2 separate regions of the Ovis aries genome follow, and region 1 is linked to region 2. Evidence: chromatin contacts called from public Hi-C data. All regions are on one chromosome and are shown on one strand. Each heading gives the region's core, a stretch centred on a gene start, on an enhancer-like site or on the middle of the called end of the contact. The rest is flanking DNA. Distances are from core to core; before and after follow the strand shown.

Region 1 (5,955 bases), core at 571-3,070, 98 kb before region 2:
TCAGTCTAGGATTTAATTTGACATAGCTGAGCCACTCTTATTGCAGGTGATATGAGGTCTCCTGGAATATAACGATGGGGCTGTGTGAATTTGGAGTACATGAGGTGTTTGCAAGGCCTCTGGAGTTGTGGAATTATTGAAATACAGCATATTTTCCTCAGTCACAGCCTCTCTTGAAGAAGAAAACCTTTCACATTCCATATAAAGGGTAGCTTCAAAACAGGCATATTAAAAAAAATGCAAATGTTGGTTGTGTGGCTCCTCAGTAGCAGGAAGGGTTGACTCGGTTGTGTTTCAGCTCAGGGGAGGCCTGACCCAGGCCTGGGGTCCTAACAGTGAGAGTTCAGGTCCTTCCTCAGAACCAACTAGGCACACACAGGGAAACAAAGCTACTTTTATTTTTACTGTTTTTTAATGAGTGTGAGGGAGGAGAAAGCCAGGAAGTTGGAGATAAGGGAGAAATAGAGGCCATGTTGGTTCATCTCTCAACCACCAGCACCGCCCCCCCCAACCGTCCCCTCCCCCCGCCCCTCCCCCGCCCCTCCCCCCCACCGCCTCTCCCCCACCGCCCCCTCCTCCCCAGCTGCTGTCACTCAGCAGGGAGAGCCCTGGGCTGTGCTGCATCTGCTGAGACCCACAGAGCTCTAGGAAATACCCTGAGTTGTCTCTCTAGAGTGAATCTCAAGGCAGTGCCAGCTTCAAATCTTTAATTTTAAGGAACCAATTTATAAATATTTGTGAACATATGTCCTCGAATCACTAATAAGTATTCTTAATCCACCCAGATAAAGCATTTTTCTCCTTTCTTCACAGTCTCCTTGCATTTTTTTCTTGGTTGCTATTTTTTTCTCATTCTCAGGAATGAGAATTAGAGTAGGAAAAAAACGGGCCCATTGGCACCAAGTCTTAGTCCCCACTGCCTCCATGGAGGATGCCTTTCTGTGTTTTCCTGTTCCCTTTTGACTTTGCAGAAGTCAGGGAAAGGCCTATTCAGCTATTCGCGCTTATGAAGAGCCAGACAAAACAGTCCAAGTTGAGTTAAGACATTCCAAGTCTATGAGTTAAGGAACCTCTGTGATTTTATAGTCTACTTGTCTCATTTAACTGATGAAGCAAATGAGGCCCAGAGAGGTGAAGAATCTCACCCAGGGTCACACAGCAAGCAGGGACAAGAAGCTCAAAGTCCCGACTCCCACTCACTTGCTCATGAAGAATCAATACTGTACCTGATTCTCGGGCTTTTGAGTCAAAGGTGAGGTCTCATTAAGATTCATATGAAGATCTGTTCTGGACTCAGTGTTTACTATGATGAAAATCAGAGGGAAAAGGGTCAAGGTTGTCAGATATAGGTCTCATGAAATTTTATATATAACATACACCTACACACCTAGTTCATATGTGTAAGACTATAAACACACACATGCTTATGGCATTCGTATTTACTTACCAAATAACACATGTAACCTCTATAGGCACAGTCTAAACGCTCCATTTAATAAAGTGTTATAGACCTTATATTCAAATTTCTATTTTTCTTGTTTTGGTTGCTCTTTAAAAGAACAAAAGTAAATTCTTTGTGCTACTAAAATTCAGATAAAGCTGAAATTAAAAAGGAAATATTGATGGAAAAAATCTGCTGATACTGTTGAATATAAATTTTGTATGATCCTACTTCACTGAAGTAGGAAAATGCTTCTGCAACCTTCCAGATAGAGAGATCAGAGCCTTCCCTTTTCCTCATTATGTGGAGGGGCAATAGGAGAGGTGGAAACACAAGCAAACAAAGGCAAAGGTCAAAACGGGGCTGGTGGGAAGGGACTAACAGAAATCTTGCCGCTCACCCAGAAGCAGGCACATACGGACAACCACGACTCTCCTCCATGGTTGTGCTGTCATACTCTCTGTAGGTGTGGACGCTGAGGCTCAAAAGATAAAGTAATCCACCCAAGGGTGTGCAACTAGTGAGGTTTTGAGTAAGGATTTGAGTCCAAGACTGCCAGACTCAAACTTCATGCTGCTAGAGGATAGGATTTATTTTGTTTTTCCTTTTTTCCCCTAAGAAAGTAAATTTCATGTCTGTAAAGGAATGTTTATTTGAGGAACAGATTCAGCTAAGTGCATGGCTCCTCTGAAAAGGATTTTAGTCTCTGGTACTGGACTAGCGTCCAGCACAAGCTTCTTTACATACTTGCTAGTCCTAAGTAGTTCTGTGACGAGTCTGGCCACATGCAATTCTGCATCTTTGCTTCTTTGACCTGAAGCCTCTACTCTTTCTTTGTGGGCTGACTCCGTTTCCCTTTTCTGTTGTTTCTCAGCTGTTCTATCTTGCTGGAAAATGGCTTCTGCACAGACTGAAAACATTTGTTATTTGAGATAACTAGGGAAACTGAGGCCCAGGGAGTGATTTCATGTGATTGGCTCAAGGCCATACCTTGAAAGAGCGCGGGACCAGAACTTGAACCCAGACCTCCTGACTTAGTATCTCCTACTTTTCCCCTCCACCTCATGCCTCCTCCTGTTAGCCTCACTTGATCTTGCCACATCACAGCTGTTTGGCCCTGATCCATCCTCTGGACAAATCCAGCCCAACAAAATTGCGTTGCGATGAGGTTCACTTGACCGTGGCTTGGAAGGAACCATGAGTCTCTTAGAAAAGAAACTTATAAATACTAATGCATAAGGAAAGTTCTTGCAACACCAGGAGAATGAATCAGTCAGCCAGAGTTCAAGAAATGTAAACACGTTTTTAGATAGGAGACTGAAAAATTGCTTAAGACTTCTCCATCTCTTGGGTCAAGACCCTGGTAATTTACTGAGGTCCAAGCTGTCGAGGAGACACAACTCAAATTGCATTCCTGGGAGATAGAGCAATGGGGGTGGTAACACTTCCTCTCTGAACCATGTGGCGGGACCTGTGGGATCTGCGGGATCTTATCAACCTGAAGAAACTGACTAACCCATCAACCATCGCAGGCAACTGGCTGTGAATACAGGCACAGTTCTATCCCATTATTCCTGAGCTGGTGTGTACATTCACAGACCACAGACTACACAACTTCCAGACCTGCCTGAAACTGGGAGCCCAGAGTCTTTTTGTGGTGACCATTCCTGCCACTAAAGAGAGAAACAAAAAACACATTCCTTCGCCTGCTGCCCACCATTGGGCCCAAGTAGATTTTCAAATGCTAGCATTAATCTAGCGGCAGGCTTTTAGCAAGGAGATAGCATTCCTGCCAGATAATCAGGCAATTTCAGAGATGACCCTTACTAGGTGGGGTCTCATGCTAAACCTCTTCTGCTTTCTTCAAATCATGGGATCCTTCAGCAAGCACTCAAAACTTGAAAAGCAGCAAAGAGCATCTGATACTAGCATGCAGTATAGGTGGCTTAAAATTTCCCTCAATTTCGAGAGTAGAATGGAAATATATACTGTACGCTACCATAGGTAAAACAGATGAAAGTGAGTGAAAGTTTTAGTTGCTCAGTTATGTCCGACTCTTTGCAACCTTATCAACGATAGCCTGCCAGGCTTCTCTGTGGGGATGGTCTATGAAAGCATACTGGAGTGGGTTGCCGTGCCCTCCTCCAGGGGATCCTCCCAACCCAGGGATCCAACTCACGTCTCTTATGTTTACTGTATTGGAAGGTGGGTTCTTTACTGGGAAGCCCTGGACATGTGCATACCTATGCCTGATTCATGTTGATGTATGGCAGAAACCAACATCATATTGTAAAGCAAGTATCCTTCAATTACAAATAAAAATATATTAAAAATTTCCTTCAATTTCAACCTATGTTATTGTTGTTGCTGTTCAATCTATGTTGCTGCTGCTAAGTTGCTTCAGTTGTGTCCGACTCTGTGTGACCCCATAGACGGCAGCCCACCAGGCTCCTCCGTCCCTGGGATTTTCCAGGCAAGAACACTGGAGTGAGTTGCCACTGCCTTCTCAACCTATGTTGGCCATGTTTAATTCCCAAGTTGTTGTTTATTGTTTTAAATAAAAATGAAACATGGCTATATTTATTCTGATTGTTTCAGAATACTTATTTCTCTTGGTATAGGATGCTCATCTGATATCAAGAGACTGAAAGTCACCTTATCAGGCAGAGTGGGCCACCTGATTCCTTCCCAGTTGTGTGTCAGTTCTTGTGAGAGAATGTCAGACCTGCAGGCTCCAAAGGGGTCAAACGCTTGGTGGGTACAAGGGCAGGAGCTATCAAAAGTGCTGGCGGGAGCCTTTTAAATTATGCATAGCGTCTTTTTCCACCATGCTGTTCCTGAGGCGTGAGTACCCTTTGACCGCTAATGTTCACTCATGGAACTGCCCCTATAACTTGCAGTGGTTCGTCGTTGAGGGGATGTATCCAATGCCAAACAGATCTCAGAAAGTACTTTTGCCTTCCCACAGCTTTGCATGTGGACTTGCAGCAGAAACCAGTGGGAGGAGGCTTAAAAGTCAGCCTTCGTACCTTCATGGTTTTGTGTTTTTGGTCAAAAATGGAAAATGCAAAGGCAAATTCCAGATTGTTAAAAAACATTCTTTCCAGTAGAAACGAAACCATAAAAGGAAGGATAATACTGGCCCCTTTACATAGCCCTGCTGACCTTTCCTTAAGAATAGTATCTAAAAATACTTTATTTTATATGATATGACTCAAGATGCCTATGACCTGTAGAGCTTTTGTTGTGTTATAATAAATCTTGAACCTGTTTGTTTAATGCAGGAGATCAAGACCCAAGATGGCCTTTTGGTATTGTCATTATCAAATTCTTGGAACAAGATTTAAGGTCTTGTTTACGCTACACATTTTCACTTTAAATCTTCCTGGATGAGGAGGAGGATGAGATGGGCATATCAAACAGTTGTTTAAGACCTGTTAAAGTCTCCAGCCTAAAGACATACCCCAGGGAGCTCTATTAAAGGAGCCAAGTAGACAGATCTAGAAGATATGAGTCAGTCTGGGTTTAAATATGGAAATGTCTAGTTAAATGCAAGGACATTATTTTTCTTCCAATTTGAAATAACTTCTTTTACTTACTTATATCTTCTTAGACCAAGGCTAACTCAGTCTCAAGAGTCTAGCTTTGGGAATACTAACTTCTCTCAAAAGTTCATAAATTACTTTTTATGGAGAGGTCCAAAGGTGCGTGGCAGTTTACCAAGCCCCAGATGGAAGGCAAATTGAAATTCAAGTTGTGTAGCAATAAAATATCAACTGCACTAGAAATCCTCCAATTGACATACATCATATGACTAATAAGGATACTTGTGGTAGAAGATGGCATGCAAGAAGGGAATTCAGAGAAGAGGCTGAAGGTGGAGCTACACACAGAGCGGCCAATCAGTTCTGTTCAATATTCTGCAGAAAATACTGTCCTTGGACACTTGCTGTCAAGCAAGTGTAGATGTCTGGTCTTACCCTGCTCAATCCATTGTCTGCATAGTTGGGAGAGCCATTTCTCTAAAATAAAAACCTGGTTATGTCACTTTGTGTGTAAACAGGATCTCACAGCCTTTAGGATAAATTTCTCAGTTGCTACCTATGAGCCTTCCTGATCTGCTCCTGTCTATCCCACCAGCTGCATTTCTCACCACTTCCTCTCTTAAATGTACCCTGAGGTCCAGGCACTACAAGCTACTTACGTTTCTCCCATGCCACCATGCTTTCTCACCTTCTTGTGGTCCCTTTTCCTGGAGCATTCTTTCATCTTTGATATGGCTAGTTCCTATCTATATCCTTAGAAACTCAGCCTTCTTAACCCCCAGGCGGAGCTAGCATGTACTCCCTCATGTGCTCTCAGCACACTCCACTAGTCTGGATGACTTTAAGGCATGGACTTTATCTCTCAACTCTTATGCCCAGCACATTATTTGGCATTAGTAGAGGGTCTATTAGTGTTTGTTGGATGAATGAATGAGCAATCTTTATGTGTCCTGTAAAATAGATGCACTA
Region 2 (6,695 bases), core at 4,015-6,514:
ATTACAGCTGGAGCTGCTGAGTCACTGCCACCTCGGGGAATCACTTGACCTCCAGCTCAGTTGACCTAGAAGGGAGAGTGAAGCCTACAGCCGGGGAGGCTCCCAGAGCAATGCTCCCATTATAATCTCTGGAATCAACTACAGACCGTCCAGTCACCTGAACCCAAAGGATTTAAGCCCTAACAATTCAAGTAAGGGGCCTTAGAATATAAAGACACTGACCAGTGAAAAAAACATTCACAGAATTCTCTCCAAGGAAAATATCTCCAGAAAAGTGGACCAAAAATGTCTAGTCCTCTTTCAGATATGGACTCCATGCCTGAAGTGTAGTAAAAACATGGATCAGATAGCACCTCTCTAAAAGAGATGCTTATTCTGTACCTTCAGTAGATGATTCAGGGCAGGATGTGAAAATGCTTAGGGGTGTGTGTGCACTGGGGTGGTGGGAAGAGAGGCAGGAAGCAACAACAACAGAAAAAAAAAATTAAAGGACAGTTAAGGCATTCATTAAACTCTGTATTTTAAAAGGCAAGGAAAAAAGACCTTCATATATATAACATCTTCTTTTATGAGGGACATATTCAGTGGATGTCCCTCCATACCATCTTTCCATAATACAAAATTCTGTTCTTTGGCTTATATAGGAACTATAAACTAAATAAACGTTCACTTTGTATTTAAAAAAAATTTATTTGTGATCTGTACATGTGATAAAGTGGGGCTTCCTTGTAGACTTTAAAAGGCAAAACAAAACAAAAATTCAAAGTAAAAATGTATAAATACAATATATATTTTCTTACAAAAATGGGAGATTTACAAAATATACATACTGCACTCATCTCTATTTTACAAATTTCACATGCAAGAGATATAACACAAAAGATGCCAAAAACTGTGTAGTGGGAGTTTTAAAAATCTGACAAATGAGACAGTTTTGGAGGTTTAAGAAACATAAGGTCAATGTTAAACTTTAATATAAAAAGCAGCTTCACTCAACTGAACGTTACATGTAGAAAGCAACTTGTACTCTTGTAGTACCCTCTATGATTTAAAAACGGTTTCAAACAGCATTTAAAGACCGTTTTGAGAAACAGGATAGTGTTGCTGGATTGGAGGGTGATGTCAAAGGTGGAGTAAAGGTTAGCTCCCATGATTCTCTGTTCAGCTTTAGACCATTATGCAAAGGAATTGGAGTCCTATTATAGAGGAAAAAAAGGTACATGATTTAAGATTAATAAATTTAAGTCATCCAGCACATTTCAAAGAACTCCAGACTTACTTTGAAGTTTACCTTCTTTTAATGACTTTCCTTAAAAATGGGGCCCATGGTTTGAACTGTCCTCTTCACTCACTGTCATTTCTGCAGGTCACCTCCCCACCCAGCCACACAAAGACAGGGTCAGCATACACATGATATTTTATAAACGGATTTATGGAACAAAGAAAACAGGACAAAATGCTCCTTTGACTTTTTAAAAAATTTAACATTCCTTTATTATGAGGCTAAAGGCATTATGCTTCTCCTTTTATCTTGAAGGATTCAAATTGGAGGGAAAAAAAAATTGAAACAAAACCTAAATGCAGGTTTAAGGGAAGAAAAAGAAAATGAAGGGAGAGATTTCCCTGAATGTTTTAACAGAGCCTGTTGGATCATGTGTTCTGAATTAAATTTACTTATACACAGCAAAACCCCTTGCATTTCCTTTAGCCAAGTCAGTACCTCTGACAGAAAGGGGTATGGAAGCACACCGCCCTTCACTTTTCCTTAAAAAGGAATGTTTATTACAACCAAATTAACATCCAAAGGGAAACCTCAGATTTGCGCTGCTTTGCCTATAAAAGTTGCTGTCTTCACAGTTGTGCCTTTCCACAGGGAGACACTTGTTTCCTCTTTTGTCTCTTACAACAAAGACAAGGGAAAAAAATGCATTCCTATTTTGAAAAGCAACAAGTCATCACTTCTTTTCAGGATATTAAACCAAATAAAACAGGCTTCTTTCTTCCTTCTGCTTCCCCAGAAAATAAAAAAGTAGTAGAAATACCTACTACTTGCCTCCTTTTCCTTGTTGCAAAATGTTGTCATTTCTTTTGCATCCTCACATCAGGATTCTAGGAGGCTGGCCTCCCAAGACTTCAAAATGGTTATTTTACAAGACTTGAAAGGAGTAGAGGAAGAAAAACAGGCGGGGAGGAGGCAGAGGTGGAGACTGTAATGTCTGACCCTGGAAATTAACCCATCTGGACTCCAGTTTGGCCCCAGTGAAAAGAGATTATGGTTTGACCACCGCTTGACAAGGACACTGCAGGGTGTCCTCCCTTTTCCTAACAAAGCAGCGGCCTCAGACAGCTGTACCTTTCACCCGGGCCTCACAGGAGTGAGGACAGGCCACTTGTCTTGCAGCAGGGAAATCGCTCACAGTCCCAGTTCGGCCCAGAGCCGGGAAGAACTCACAGCAACCTTCTGATCTCAATCTTTTCCGACAGGCCCAAGGCGGCCCGTACCGCACATGATTAACATCACTGTTACCATCACCAGCATCATCCTGCAAGTCTTTGCCAGAAGTCTTTTCATCCAAACCGTATTTCCACCCAGGCCTCTTTTCCCAACCCACATATATCTACATATATCTTCTCATTTCCAGGTGACTTCTCACTGGAGCGGAAGGAGGTTCCAGAAACAAGTCCCCCCACCCCGCAGTTCTTTCCCTACCGCCCCTTTCCCACCCCCGGCGGCGGGAAGGAAGGGTGGGGGAGGGGCCGGGGTTCATACCGCAGTCTCCCCCTTGCTGCTGTGGCTGAGTCTGTGGTAGAAGCGGCGCCACGACTGCAGGGTCTTGCCCGACCAGATCCAGAAGCCAGTGGTGATGCCGACGATCATGGTCATCAGGTACTTGATCATGAAGACGGTAAAGTCGGGGCTCATGGGCGGGAAGTGGCCTGGCGGGCAGGGCACCGCGTAGCTCTTGCAAGTCTGCAGGAGCCAGGTGCGTTCCCAGTGTTCGCGGAAGGCCTGCTCATAGAAGTAGCAGGCCAGAACGATGGTGGCCGGCACCGTGTAGAGCACGCTGAAGACGCCGATGCGCACCATCAGCTTCTCCAGCTTCTCAGTCTTGGTGCCGTCGTGCTTCATGATGGTGCGGATGCGGAAGAGAGACACGAAGCCCGCCAGCAGGAAGGACGTGCCGATGAAGAGGTAGACGAACAGGGGCGCCAGCACGAAGCCCCGCAGCGCGTCCACGCTGGACAGGCCCACGTAGCACACCCCGCTGAGCAGGTCCCCGTCCACCTGGCCCATAGCCAGGATGGTGATGGTCTTGACAGCGGGCACCGCCCAGGCGGCCAGGTGGAAGTACTGCGAGTTGGCCTCGATGGCCTCGTGGCCCCACTTCATGCCGGCCGCCAGGAACCAAGTGAGCGACAAGATGACCCACCAGATGGAACTGGCCATGCCGAAGAAGTAGAGCACCATGAAGAGGATGGTGCAGCCCTCCTTCTTGGTGCCCTGCGCCACCGTGCGGTAGCCGTCGTCGGAGAAGCGCTCCACGCACACCGCGCGGTCCTCCAGCAGGAAGCCGGCCACGTGCGCCACGGCCACCATGAAGTAGCAGCCTGACAGGAAGATGATGGGCCGCTCCGGGTAGCTGAACCGCCGCATGTCCACTAGGTAGGTGAGCACGGTGAAGAGAGTCGAGGCGCAGCACAGCACAGACCACACGCCCACCCAGAGGCGGGCGAAGCGCCTCTCCTCCTCCTTAAAGTACATAAGGCCATTAGCGCGGCCCGGCTCGCAAGGGGCGCCGCAGTCGCGCTCGCCAAGGAAGCGGTAGCCCAGGTAGGGGGGCACCTTGAGCTGGCGGGGGCACGAGAAGGGGAAAGCGGAGCGGCCCCGGCCGTCGGCGGCCCCCGGAGGCAGCGCGGTGAAGGGCAGGTCGGGCAGGTAGGGTGCGGTAGGGTAGGCGGTGGGGCCGCCGCCCGCGCCCCCGGAGCCGTCCGACGTGTTTTGGCCCACGCAGATCTCGCCAGCGCCGTGCACGGGGAAGTTCTCGCAACGCAGCCGTTCAGGCCATTGGAAGCCGAACTTGTTCATGAGTGCTTCACAGCCCTGGCGGGCACGCTCGCAGAGAGAGCGGCACGGAGGGATGGCCTTGTCGAGCACCGTACACACGGGTGCGTACATGGAGCAGAGGAAGAACCGCAGCTCGGGAGAACACTGCACCTTCACCAGCGGGTAGAACTGGTGCACCTCGAGGCCCGCCTCCTCTTGGTTCGTGTGACCCAGCAGGTTGGGCAAGATGGTCTGGTTGTAGGCGATGTCCGTGCACAGAGGGATGGAGATGGGCTGGCAGAAGCCGTGGTCTGGCACTGAGATGCCCTTCTCTCCGTGGTACGGCTGCGCCCCGGCGCCCGCGGGCAGTGCGCCCAGCAGCGCCAGCGCCAGGGTGCAAAGGTCCAGAGGCAAGCGCGACACCGCCGCGCAGGAGCCCCGCATCGCCGGCCGCGGGTGCAGCGGCACTCTCAGCCCGAGAAACGCGACCAGGCAGCCGGGAGAGGCTGGGATCGGGGGAGGCGCCGCTGCGCCGGGCGCATGAGAGTCCTCCCGGCGCCGGGGCTGGGCCGTGGGCGGCGCGGAACAGAGGGCGCTGCAGCTGGGGTGCTCCCGCCACGGGGGCGCCGCCGCCTCCGCCCAGCACTGGCGCAGCCGCCGGGGGTCCAAACTCGTCTCGCTGGGCTGGGGGCGCAGATGGGGGGCCGCCTTCTCCTCTTGATGCGACGTAACGGTGCGGCTTTTTCTGCGGCGAGGAGCAACAAGCGTCTCCGGTTACCCTTCAAAGTTTGCCCAAGTCTCCCGACTCACTGAGCTCAATAGGGCGCGCGCCGCACCCCCACACTAAGTCTGGCCCCGGCAGGCGAGACCCCGGCGCCCCCGCTTGCTAGCCAAAGCCGCCGCCTCAACGGTGCTGCTCCGCCTCCTCTCCTCGAGGCTCCGCTCGCCGCCGCCTCCTCCTTCGCCTCCTTCTCCGCTCCTTGCTCCTTCTTCAGCCCCAGAAGCTTGGCTCCAACTTTCAGCCAAACGGCTAATTCTCGCTCTGAGTCCGATCGGCGTCTTGGAGCCAAGAGCTCGGCGAGTTCTTTTAAGAAATCCAGTCACACTGCGTCCGAGGCTGCGAGGTCCTGGTGCCCGCGGCCTGGGCCTGGCCTCTCCAGCCCCGCGCAACTCTGAGCGGTGAGGGAGCGCTGCCCGCCGGGAGGGAGCGCAGAGTAACGCCTCGGAGCCGCGCAACTCTACAGAAGAAGCGTCGGGCTCTCAGGGTTCCGGACCGCCCCGCCCCCTCCCCTCCCCCCATTCACAAACCACTCCGGGGGCGGGCCCTCGAGCTCCAGGGAGGCCCAATAGCAGCCTTTGTTTTCTGTGTGACTGTCTTCGGATTGGGTGGAAGTCGGAAGGGGCGGGCAAGGGAACGAGAGAGGCTAGGTCTGCGGAGCTCTGGGCGGATTCCTGAGGGGAGGGGCAGGGGGCTGGGAGGGAAAAGTTAAGAAAAACTTTTACCCTGAATTCACTGGGGGGAGGGGGTAGAGAAGCGCACCAGAAAGGGAATTTGCTTGAAATATTTGTTCCTTAGTGTTCCGGGTACACTAAAATACAGATTCCTGAACAGAAGGGCGCACCGGGCAAGGCTTTTGCATGGAGAGGTTGAGAATAAGAATAGCACCTCCCCGGAGAGAAACGCGACCCGGAGTTGTGTTTAGCACTCCTTGGGCTGAAAATGCTGGATTTGGAGGGGGGCTTTTAGGTGACAGGATCCTAAATGCGGGGTTCGGAATGGGGCAAGAAATGGGTGCGCCTCGCGGATTGCTTTTCTCTCGGCAGACTTAGACCACGTGAGGCCACAATCCCCGCTCACCCCCTCTCCGGGTTGTAAAAAGGAGGAGGGGCCCAGGCTGAAGAGAAATAGGAGTCGGGCAGAGGGGGCCGGCTTAAGGCAGGAGGAAGTGTCGACCCCTCCAAGGGGACAGGGCCGACGAGCGGCGGGCGCGGGGGACTCAGGCTTCAGGCCACCCTGCCCGCACGCACGGCCCAGAGTCTAGGGATTTGGTATAGCTTTAGTGAAATCGTAAGAAAACTAGTGCGGGAAATTATTGTAAAAAAAACCTGCGGCCGAGTGCCCAGAACACTGTACAGGTTTACAGCGAGTATTTAATTGCCTATTTTCTTTAGTTCCGTGGCGTGTGGCCCTTGGGAGTCCCACCTTCGTCGCGGAAGCAATGATTTGATTCTTGGAATCTGCGTAGAAAAGTTTTAATGCATATTAGAAACCAAAGGCATTTGCTAATTAAAGAGTTTCCAAAACACAAAGAGAAGTTATCCTTGTTCTCGGGTAGCGTTTTCTGATTGGCAAGCGTTCTTTTGTTCTCGATCAAATCTTCGCCCCGCTGAAGGCACTGGGCCCTGGCGCGCGCTCTCTGGTTACTCACAGCGAAATCAGAAGTTACAGCGGGTGGAGGTGGGGGATGTTCCTACCTTCTCACCGGACCGCGAGGAATAGCATGAATTCCCATGCAGCAAAGTGACATGCTAAGCAAGGAAAAATCTTCTCTGTGACACTCCCTCTCCGCCCTCCCCCCAGTCCTCTGCCTTAAAAAACGTTACTCCTGGCCTAGCCCTTCCTCCTGCCAGCTCAGTTCCAGGCGCTAGA

What was found. A called contact is a pair of places that touch in the nucleus more often than the background predicts.
Region 1: a Hi-C map of liver shows a contact between it and region 2, with 3 times the contacts expected there. The contact joins the enhancer-like site here to the promoter of FZD7 in region 2. A contact is called at or near these places in 2 of 16 Hi-C or Micro-C datasets (liver and muscle).

Annotation. Positions count from the first base shown.
Region 1 is chr2:204,444,631-204,450,585 of ARS-UI_Ramb_v3.0, reverse strand. It overlaps KIAA2012 (KIAA2012 ortholog), which reads right to left. Exons shown (of 21, transcript XM_060410262.1): 10 at 1,227-1,303. Among named protein-coding and RNA genes, the nearest start is that of KIAA2012, 56 kb to the right of the region's middle. Within about 2 kb of position 1,820, at least 4 of the 54 cell types and tissues checked have an H3K27ac peak or open chromatin away from gene starts, as enhancers often do. A contact at or near this core is called in liver, where this site is marked.
Region 2 is chr2:204,349,074-204,355,768 of ARS-UI_Ramb_v3.0, reverse strand. FZD7 (frizzled class receptor 7) reads right to left here and starts at 5,264. Exons shown (of 1, transcript XM_015093488.3): 1 at 496-5,264. The coding sequence starts at 4,489. The coding sequence ends at 2,765.